Regions from separate parts of the Mus musculus genome. Here region 1 is linked to region 2. A link is a contact called in public Hi-C data. All regions are on one chromosome and are shown on one strand. Each heading gives the region's core, a stretch centred on a gene start, on an enhancer-like site or on the middle of the called end of the contact. The rest is flanking DNA. Distances are from core to core; before and after follow the strand shown.

Region 1 (5,761 bases), core at 826-3,325, 90 kb after region 2:
TTTTATTAGGTATTTAGCTCATTTACATTTCCAATGCTATACCAAAAGTCCCCCATACCCACCCACCCCCACTCCCCTACCCGCCCACTCCCCCTTTTTGGCCCTGGCGTTCCCCTGTTCTGGGGCATATAAAGTTTGTGTGTCCAATGGGCCTCTCTTTCCAGTGATGGCCGACTAGGCCATCTTTTGATACATATGCGGCTAGAGTCAAGAGTCCCGGGGTACTGGTTAGTTCATAATGTTGATCCACCTATAGGGTTGCAGATCCCTTTAGCTCCTTGGGTACTTTCTCTAGCTCCTCCATTGGGAGCCCTGTGATCCATCCATTAGCTGACTGTGGGCATCCACTTCTATGTTTGCTAGGCCCCGGCATAGTCTCACAAGAGACAGCTACATCTGGGTCCTTTCGATAAAATCTTGCTAGTGTATTGCAAGAAGTTCTATTTCGATGTATGTATTTTTGAATTGTGGCTAGTTTTAACACATGTTAGGTAACACCAAAATAGATAGAAATAATTGCCAATTAGTGATTAATTCTTTCATATTTTAAAATCTGAGACTTCAGTTGTTCCCTTCTGATTTCATGTACATTTAAAGATACCATATCGCTGATCCAAGGACTCTGCTCAGAATTTGAATAGATGTTTTCTGGTAGACAGAATCATACTTATTTATCTTTTTCAGATTCTGAACACTGTAATTTTCAATAATTTTAAATTTCCAGGGGTTAGAAAGAAAGAAAACTGTGTTAAAGGGTAGTGAAGTCAAAACCTGAGTTATTAATGACAAAACGAATCTAGCTGGGGGAAGAGATTGCAAATTATGTACAATAATAGTAATCAAGTGAAAATTTTACTCTAATTTTAATTTTAAATCATAGATATGTTTTAAGTCAGGCTTATAGATTAAAATACTCTGAAATGGGGCTGGTACAAAATCAGGTCATTATAAATAGAATGGTTTCAAATGGCAAAGAAACAAAAAGGTTTCACAGTTGATACATATGACAATTTAGACAATGGCTTTCACAAAAGTCTATGGGTTTTCATATGTCTTAAGAATTTATAGTCCTAGGCCAATAGGGTAGTAATCTCAATTTGGCTCATAATACTAGATGCTAATCACGTGGTCTAGCAGTTCCGCAGCAGTGATCATGTAAAATTGTTTACGATTACTGCAAAATAGACTCTATTGGGAATACAGAAACTCTTAGGATTAACTTAACAGTACAGATATTCTTCAGAGTGGGTTCTATATTAAAAGCACCTCAAAACTTTAAAGTGCCCACTTTGTTCTTGGCTAGTGTGTTTTGGAGTGGATGAAAGGATAGAAACTATTTGCTAATAGGTCAGCTTTCAATATTTTATCTGTGAAATGAGACAGTCATTTTAATTATGATATTTTCCTTTTGGGGGGCGGGGTTTGAGACAGGGTTTCTCTGTGTAGCCCTGGCTGTCCGGAAACTCACTCTATAAACCAGGCTGGCCTTGAACTCAGAAATCCACCTGCCTCTGCCTCCCAAGTGCTGGGATTAAAGGCATGCACCACCACTATCAGGCTATTATGATATTTTCAACACATGAAATCATGTTTCTCTTGCATTCTAGTTGTCAAAAAGAAGAAATGCTGAGTGTTATATAGCAGATAACTCTGACACTGAGTAGAAAGTGTATTTTCTGTAGAAAGACAGGAAACAAGGAAGTCAAAAGTTCAATTGTTTTCCAAAAAGTTCCTGAAACTGACCAGATATATTATTTGGACAAATCCTCTCTAAGAATATATAAACAAATGTTGAGAGTCATTCTTAGACAAGCCACAGAACAAATACGTTTTCTAGACAAACCTGGGACTGCATGGAGCTCTCTGGAAGAAACAAAGACCAACTGAGCTGTGAAAGAAGCTCAGACCAACTGTGCCATCTGAAAAGCACAGTCTTTAATCTGTTGATCTATTCATTTGGGCAGTGAAACACTCTCTTGGTTCCCAACTTCTGTGAGCTGTAACTAATGCTGGGATGGGTTTGGTTATGTGGCTATCTTTGAGACAATCTCTATTCCTGTAAGTAACCCCTCATCCACCTTTATGTAAGCAACTCCCATAAATCTCTAAAGTTGACCTCTGCCAGTCTCTGAACATTGGATTGTTTTCATTTCTCTAGCTGAGAAATGTTGGCTTTGGTTCATGTCTCCCAGGAACAGTTTGTAATACAATATAATTGGCAATTGAAATGGAACAAAATAGAACTAAAGTTGAATAGCAGAGGACTGAATGCATGGGTCTTGAAGCTATGTGTCTCATGATAGGAAACTACTGCTGGCAAGCTTGAGGGAACAACATCCATCTCTGTGGGATGGGCTAGCATGCCTATTTGATAAATGGAGCCCACTGTGCAAAGAGTTAGTTGTCTTGAAAACAGTTAATGATTTGGAGGAAATTTAGTAAATCTGGGGAGTAGTGGACTAGGTTCGAAATTATCAGTAAGCATGGGCTGGGGGCAGTTGCCTGGCCATTCATGCGATTGTAAGGAATAAATTAGAGGCTGAGATAATGGCTGTCTTAGTGCATGTTGTATTGCTGTGAAGAGAAACAATAACAACAACAACTCTCACTAAAAATAAATGCGTTTAATTGGTATTTACTTACACTTTCAGAGGTTTAGTCAATTTTAATCATGGTGAGGAACATGGCATCATTCAGGCAGACATGGTACTGCAGAAGAAGCTGAGAATTCTACAATGTCAAAAATGGTCACACTTTCTCCAACAAATAGTGCCACTCTGTAAACATTCAAATACAAGAACCTATGGGGAGAATTCTTATTCAAACCACTACATTTCCTCTCTATCCCCATAGCCTTGAAGCCATATCAAAATATAGTAGACTGTGGATGGGGACTTTTGAAGTCAGACTGCATACATTTTTGCATTTTGATATGACTGTTTAAAAGTCCAATGCTCAAAGTCTCTTCTGAGACTCATGACAGTCTCCCAACAGTAACCCTCTGTAAAATCAAAACAAACAAACAAAAAACAGGAAAAAACAAAAAAAAATCAAAACCAAACCAAACCAAAATGATAACAAAACCACAAAATGATAATAAAAACAAATATCAAATCATATGCTTCCAAAAGTACACATTAACAGTACAACACCATTAAAAAAGAAAGAGAGAGAGAGAGAGAGAGAGAGAGAGAGAGAGAGAGAGAGAGAGAGAGAGAGAGAGAGAGAGAAAGAGAGGAAGAAAGAAAGACATACAGTGAGGAAATACTGGCCCAAACTGAAGAGCAAACTTCAAATTTTGCATCTTCATGTCTGATGTCAACACACTCATCTGAGCTCCACTTTCTTTCAGTTTTGTTGACTGGGAAGGCACTTTTCTCTCTTGGGTTTGTTCCACACCCTATTAGCAAGCTCTCCTAGTCATGTATCCCATGACCCTGGCATCCTACATCTAAGAGGCACAAACATAACCCTGACTTCATTTTCACACCTTCATATAATGACATTTCTGAGCTTCCATTCAGGGACACTCTTGACACACACCTGGCCTCAGCAGCTTAGGTGAAAAAGGAAATTTCACAATGCCTTTCTTTTACCTTTGACTCTGAAATCAGAACCACAATGCTGAATCTGCCAAGTTCTGCTGCTTGATGGGGCTAGACGTTGTTCCTTCTTCTATCCTCCAATTACATTTGCATCAGCTTTCTGTTGTTCATGGTTCCCTTCACTGCTTAAACTTTCCTTTAATCCTTTATACAAGTTGGGGACTTGGCTGAATTGCTTCACACCCTGAAGTCACTGCTGACCTTTATTCCAGTTAACATCAGTTAACAATAATGTTCTTTAAGGTTTTTATCTCCTTGAGTATTGGATTGCACCCTATCCTCACCTTTTCTGGCACTTTTTCTCTCCTTGTATTATGCATTTTATATTTCTCCGTGCTCCAATTGTACCTTTTCATTGTAGATCTATAAGATTGACTGCTTATAACCACATGATATATTCAATACTAGGCTGTCTTAAAATTTTCTTCACCAATATTCAAACAAAACTCTTGGATTTAGCCCCAGGCCGATTTTTACAACAAGGGCAAAAGGAAGCCACAGTCTTTGCCAACATTTCACAAGAATTATCTCTAGGCTACATATTTCCAAGACACAATGACACAAAATATACATTACCTTTACAAAAGAGGGAAAAGGGAATGTAGTAAGGAAAGACTGGACTCAAGTGAGGCAGAAAACCATCAGAATAAAATCCAAACTTAGTGGGGTCCATGTCTATCAAGGCCAGGCAGTGGATTGTAATGGTTTGAATAAAAATAGTCACTATAGGCTCATATATTTGAATGCTTGGTCAACAGGGAGTGGCTCTCCTTGAGAAATATCCGTAGCTGTGTTCTTGGTGGAGTCAGTGTGGCCTTGTTGAAGAAAGTGTCACTGGGTGTGTGCTTTGGAATTTCAAACACCAAGTACCACTGTCTATGTCCTACTGCCTTCAGATAAGTTTGTGTAACTCTTAGCTACTTCTCCAGTGCTGTATTTGCCTATATGACACTAGGCTCCTTCTCATGATGACACTGAACTACAGTTTTGAACTTATAAACAAACTGATGCTAAATGCTTTCCTTTATAAAAATTGCTGTAGTTATGATATGTCTTCGCAACAATAACATCCTGACTACAACAGTTGCCAAGCAGAAACTCATTTGAGTATTGAAATAATTGTAAAAAGAAAGTTGTAGCTAGCATCTCCCTCCCCTCCCCAAAATGGCAAGGATTGGCCTTGGCTTGGAGAGGGGTACTGAGGAAAGGGTGTCTGGGAGCAGTGAAAGAACAACTGGAAGTCAAATCATGGGTTACAAGCTGTTCTACTCGAGACAGTTTTCTAGATAGCTCTCTGATGGAGAAAGCTTTCTCTTGCAATTCCAAGAACCCGCTGGATAGTTCATATCTTGCAGATCAAAAGCCTAGTCATTTATTTATACATTAATCCAGTCATTATCCCAGATTCTCTTTTGATTATCCTCTGAATCAACATCCTGTGTCCCTAGTCCCCTGATTCTTAGCAAAATACAGAAAGCATATTGTTTTTTAAACATTGCAAATAAGTTCAGTGATCTGCCTGTCTTTGTAAGCACAGACAATAAGCTAGCTGGGTGATCTCTCATTCTGACATCACCATTCCTACCACTCCTGGGCCTAACCTAGCTCGGTCCCAGGCTGACCTTGAACTCAGGAATCTACCTGCCTTTGTATCTTTTTGACAAGCTAGCTCACAGTGCACCTGCCTTTGTTCTTTTTTTGTTGGTGAAACCCCTCATAATAATTCATATTGCATCTTTATATTTTGAAATTCTATGTATAGTTGAAAAATTATATATTATTGAACTCAGGTTTTTTAACATTGTTTCACAGCATTTAGGGGTGAAGGTCTCAGTGATGTGTTTATAAAAAGATAAAGAGAGGGAGGATATGTTTGGTGGAGATGCACTGAGGTGTAGGGGAAGGGAGAGCCAATGCTGAGGAATCCCTTTCCCCTGAGGGATCAGCCACTTGACTATAGAATAGAGTTTATTTAAGGCATGGGGACTGGAGTTAAGAGTGTAGTAAAGACAGAGAAAAGTGAGAGTGAGAGCAAGAGGGAAGGAGGGAGGGAGGGAGGGAGGAAGAGAGGGAGAGGGAAAGGGAGGGAGAGGGAGGGAGAGAGGGAGAGGGAGGGAGAGGGAGAGAGGGAGAGGGAGGGAGAGGGAGAGGGAGGG
Region 2 (5,723 bases), core at 3,159-5,658:
CCCCAACTCCCCAAGCTACACAGTCTATAGGAGACAAGCAGCAAAGTAGAAAGTAAGCACACCAATATGTAAACTCTCTTTGCAGTGAAGCAAGGATTTCACTGGAAACAGACCAGTGAAACGCCAAATTCATTTCTGTTCCATGCCTAAAGAAGCCAACATCTACTTAGGGGAATGTGTTTCAATCCAGTTAAAATGAAAAACATCTGTGGTATAATATTACTATAAAAGAAACTTACACTGTATGATATACAATTAATAACAAGAAGTGAAAAAAATAATGGCTATATTAAGTAGCCTTGTAACTGGAAGATTTTTAAAGTGTTTCCCAAGCTTTAAGAAGAAAGTGACCAATTAAGTGTCGGGAAGACTGCGTACCATCAACTATGCTGAGTAAAGTTGAAGCATTGAGATGACCCTGAAGCAGCACCAAACCTTTGGTTGTTTATCTGCCCATTTTCTTTCATACTGAAACTGAATTATCCTGCATTACCTTTCTCAGAAACAACGAGGGGGCTTGTTTTTATACTCTGGAAAAACAGATACAGTATGAAAAGAGTAAGCCCGGAATCCAATTCTGAATCTGGTAATTACTTAGGAACCTTGGGTAAATCATGATTCAAATAACAGAAGCAGAATGCCCTTCAAATTCTCCCATCCACACCTAACTTCAGTGTCATCCATTTGCAATAAAATGAATGGAAGTGGGTCTCCAGTAGCCACAAGCCCCAGCACAAAATTTAAATGTCTTTTGTCGGTTTGAGCTTTCCTTTTGTCATTTTGAATGAGTGATTCCCAGTACAGCCCAGGTTAACTTTGAAAGGATATCCTTCCAGTCTCAAGTCTCCCAAACACCAGAATTACAGGAATGAAACATGAGACTCCATTATGTAGAAGTCATAATCACACGTCCTCAAAACCTGTGAGACTGTGGTTGAGACAGGAAGCTAGCATAGAAATGATCACTCTTTGTTTTCTAAGAAGGCTTGTTGTTAAATATTACTGTATATACTGAAGCTAAAAAAAAAAAAAACCTACAAAAAAAAGCGCTTATATAATGACTTGCTATCCATTCCATTGGCTGCTTTTTCAGCTAAGAAAATGTTTGTGTTTTAATATACAGACTTTTGTGAATTAAATCATATGTAAATGTACATAAAATCGAGTAAGATGTTCACCAATGTAAATTCGCCAGCATGAGATATTTACCTCCATCAAACATTGTAAATTTAAGCATTAGTTTATACATTCCTTGTCCAAAGTCTTGGTTTTAAATTTGTTTAGAACTCAGTTCACTTAGACAGATTACATGAGTTTGCCTTTGCATCTCAGATTCTAGAAATAATCACTTCATAAAAAGGAGAAAATGTTGTGTTAGTTTTTTTTCCTAAAAAAAAAAAAGGAGGCTTCTGAAAAATCACATTGGGAAACAGCTACTACCTAAAACTTTAGGGATTGTGCTCAGTTATCGTCATCTGGGTAAGTTTCAAGCTGGTGGTCACAGGTTCTTTATTTTCACCCCATGTTCGTCATCTCCCTCAGCCTTTATCTCTTCACCTTACATTCTCAGTAAAACCATGCATGGACTAAAGGCAACTTGTTGATGAAATTCCTGTGTCATTTACACAACTGCTAATCCCCTTTGCCAAGGCAAATATTGACTTTACACCTGTCCTCTTGGTAGCAATGTAAAGAAGAGCATCACACACTCACCAATGCACCATTCCAATACTGGTGTTCCTGTCTCTTCATCTGTTATATTTGATGATTTTGCAGAGTCTTCCTAACTACAGGACCTTTAAATCCAGAAGGGTTTTGACTTCTGTATAAGAATCCATAACAAGAACCTCTGCTCTATTTTATGAGAAATTCATTTTCATGTTCATAGATGATTCTTAGGCAGTGTTAATATTTTGACATAAACTACAATGCTGTTAGAATGCTTTGATCTCAACTTCTGCTTACCACAAAAACAGAGCATTCAGCATTACTCCAAGCTCTGCTTCGTTCAACTGTGACGTATCTATTCAGTGAAGACTCATTATTGCTGGATATACTGTACATACCAATTACCCTATTGCTAAACAAAATACAAATATCTCCAGAGGGAAATTTAAAAGATTCTTTAATTCATCTTCTAAGTCGCCTATTGTCCACTCGGCATGCCATATGTGAATGTCTGCAGCAGTTGCAAACTTAAATACATAGTTTTGAGTATTTTTCTTAGTCCAACAGTAAGGTTAATTAGGCAAATTTCTGTATTTAGGAAACCAACAGTAGTACACCTGGCCCTCGTGAATTTTGGTGCAGCTGAACACATTTGCTGAAAACCACTGCTGGTCACTTTGCTCCTGCCCTGAGACAAGGACTACCAAGAAAGCAAAGTGAAATAAAATGCTTGACAATGGGAAAGGTGGGATTTTAAAGGTAATCATTGGTAAACAAACTCATCGTATATTTGATCAAATTTCCCTTTCTATTTTATATAGAGGGAGAATCGCCTGTCCAAGAAGAGGACTGAAAACATCATCCTCTCCACCAACTGCAAACAGGAGAATGGCAAGTCAAGTCTCATTCCCCCTAAATTGCTTACAGTAATATCAAAACACTTATTCACACAGTCCATTCTTAAATAGGGTATTCCCCTTCAAAGTTTCTTACATTTCTTTGAATACTCCCAATTTTCCTTAAACATTAACCCTATGTTCACGTCTGTGCAGTAAGATGCCGCCACACAATATTTTACAAGTTGTTTGAATGTAAATCATAAGTTGTATGGGATCTTGCTTTTCACTACAGCACAGAGGAATCTTGAATACAAATTTTAGTATTTAAATCACCTCCTTTCCTGTTCACAGGAACCCTCCACTCCCCGTCAGATTCACTCTTTGAACACAATGCTTATTTTTGTTCAAGCTAACCACAAATGATAAGCCTGATTCCAGCAGGAAGGTCTGCTGCATTCAGGAAACTCATTAGGATAGCTAGAGACTACACCTACACCGCCCCTGAAGCGCGTGGTGTGGAAGTTCTCTGTACAACCTTCCGCTCTTAGGTCAATAAACACAAAGGAAATAAGGGCTTTAACTTATTGAAATTTAAAATCATAACAACAATAATAAAGCGATTGTAAACGGTATGTCTGGTTCCACCTCTTTTTAAAAAAGCTGCCTATCCTTAAAAGTTGCCGCCGAGATTTGGTGGCGTAGCTTAGGGAGATTCACAGCTGGACTGTGTAAGGTGCTCTGCTCTAAACCTGAAAAAAAGGTAGATTCTGTGATAACAGGTAAAATAATATGGGCCCTTCCTTGTGCTCAGCGGACAAGCCCTCAGACAAGAAGGAATCTAAGCGATGTAAATAGTTGGGCACTTTGAAACAATGACAAAAAGTTTAGTCCCAAAAGATTTCCTGTTTTTGTCCTCTTTCCATGGTTGATTATCACCTTAATAGCCCAGGTGCAGAGACACAATAAACAGAACACACCGCGTGTCAGTGTGGGTTTGGAGGTGAGTGTCAGAAAAGCTTCAAGACAGCATCATGTGGAAGCAATGAGGTCAGCATTCACTAAGTCTCTGAGGAGGAACGGGATGGCAGGACCAATGACTCTGTGGTCAGGCTTTGAGGGAAGGTGGGTCAGAGGAGGACTTTGTGGAGAAACCTAGGTCCGAGCGCTAGGCAGAAGACAGAATTCACAAAAACCTGGGGACAACAAGGGCAGCAATGACTCTCTTTGAAGTGACACCAGGAGAAGGCTATCTGCCCGGGGAATGAGGGTAGCAGCGGGAGGGCAGGAGGGTGACAAGGGACTAAGATGTACAAGCAGCTATCTCTGGAAGAGAAAGGGTTCAAGTTCCAAGCTGGTTGAGTTAAAACCAAATGTCCCCGGGGACCTGTGCCAGGAGGGTACCCAGCAGGTGGTCGGGGTGCCTCATCTAACGATGTACGGTGGGCGCTCAGTCCTGTGCCTGACCCCCTAGAGTCTCTGGTACTCACCGATCCCAGCGAGGGAAAGCTCCATCCAGGGCGCGGGAGGGCAGCGCGGCGCGGGCGGGACGAGGGCTGGCGGTGGTGGCGGCGCTGTCCTAGTAGCGTAGCCGGAGTCCGGGGGTAGCCAAGAGGCGAGAGCGGCGGCGGGGTCTCAAGGCACCGGGTGAGGAAAGATCCAGGGCTCCAGAGCTGCAGCGCCCCGCGCGCTCTCTTCCCATCTCCCGGGCTGCCGAGGTTGCTGCTGCCCAGAGCAGCCAGGAGAGGGGGAGGGGAGCAGGCACGCGGCAGGGAGGGAGAGCAAAGAAAGCAGGGAGGGGGGAAGGGATGCGCGAGGGGAGATGGAGATGATCACCGAGAGTTGGGAAGAGAAGGGAGGAGCATAGCAGCCGGGTACAGGTTCCCACCAGAGGAGCTCCAAAATGAGCCTGTGGGTCTTGCCCCAATACCCTGCCGCTCCATGCTAACCCCCTTCGCGCCCTTTCCTTTGGCTCTTCCTCCGGTGACTGTGCCTGGGAGTACCCACGCTCGGCTGCGGATGCAGTTTCAGCAAGCCACCGCGTGTGTTGAGTCGGGAGGCTGCAGAGACACAGCATTGCTCTCCAGGCCTGTGGCACCTGTGCGCGCACACATAGCCACTGGTTCCATTGCTGCGTCTCCGATATGCAGACTCTTAGTCTGCCACCCTCCTCCACTCTCCTTTTAGGTCAAACTGTGGACTTGCAGCAACCGCTTCTGTCAGTTCCTTATTGCTGTCCCCCACCCCCACCCCCCAGGCGCTATTTGGCACGGACTGTCCAGCCAGAAGGCGACAGCAGGGAGCTCAATGCAGGCAACCTTCTCCAGTCCCTTGTATCTGCTGCCTGTGTTTGTTCTTCACTGGGGTTGACCAGCTAAAGTCCGGGGTCAGGTTGGGGGGTGATTAAAATTAAACTAAAATAGGAGGGGCAGATTGTCTGGAACCAAATTCTCAGTGATTTGGGAAGGTTGTAAATGTGAAGGGCAGTGTTGTGCTCAGAATTGACTCTTCTCTGTAAGCAACATTAAAATATAAATTCATAGGTAGATAGACACATAGAAAGATAGATGGATAGATAGATACATGGATGGATAGATAGAAAGACAGAAAGAAAGGTAGGAAGGAAAGAAGGAAGGAAGGAAGGAAGGAAGGAAGGAAGAAGGAAGAGAGAGAAAGAAAGGATAGATGGATGGATAGATAGATAGATAGATAGATAGAGCTCCACTTTGCAAAGTTTTTGTTTATTTTGTTGGACTACAAGTCAATCCTCGAAATTTACTTTTAGACTACGATTCAAATACATATAGAAAGTATATTTAGGGGCTCCTCTTACACTCAAGAATCAAGGAATAAATTCACACATTTAGTAAATATAACGACAATCAGAGTATCGCTGACTGATTTCTGTGAACCTTGATTTTGTTTCATAATCTTCGCATTCTGATTGGAAATAGGCAGCAGACAGGAAGCAAGTGGATGATGTGTGTAATGATACAGGTAGAAAAAGTAGTCTAGTTAAACTCTCTTCAAATGATACAGTAAGTATCCCTGTACTTCTTAGCAGAGCACTGGAGAAAGGAAGTTCTGGGGTGTGTGTGTGTGTGTGTGTGTGTGTGTGTGTGTGTGTGTGCATGTGTGTGTGTGTGTGCATGTGTGTGTGTGTGTGTGTGCATGTGTGTGTGTTGCATGTGTGTGTGTGCATGTGTGTGTGGGTGTGTG

The links. Hi-C and Micro-C count contacts between places; a contact is called where the count stands out from the background.
Region 1: a contact with region 2 is called in a Hi-C map of uterus, with 2.6 times the contacts expected there. The contact joins the enhancer-like site here to the promoter of Fut9 in region 2. A contact is called at or near these places in 4 of 39 promoter capture datasets (embryonic stem cells, hippocampal neurons, liver and 1 more), 2 of 484 Hi-C or Micro-C datasets (both in uterus), 2 of 115 datasets of contacts at active chromatin or transcription factors (a colorectal cancer cell line and embryonic stem cells) and 2 of 9 other capture datasets (adipose tissue and liver).

Annotation. Positions count from the first base shown.
Region 1 is chr4:25,888,371-25,894,131 of GRCm38.p6, forward strand. No RefSeq gene overlaps it. Among named protein-coding and RNA genes, the nearest start is that of Gm42263, 38 kb to the left of the region's middle. Within about 2 kb of position 2,076, at least 2 of the 459 cell types and tissues checked have an H3K27ac peak or open chromatin away from gene starts, as enhancers often do. A contact at or near this core is called in uterus, where this site is marked.
Region 2 is chr4:25,795,595-25,801,317 of GRCm38.p6, forward strand. Fut9 (fucosyltransferase 9) reads right to left here and starts at 4,409. Exons shown (of 3, transcript NM_010243.3): 1 at 3,995-4,409.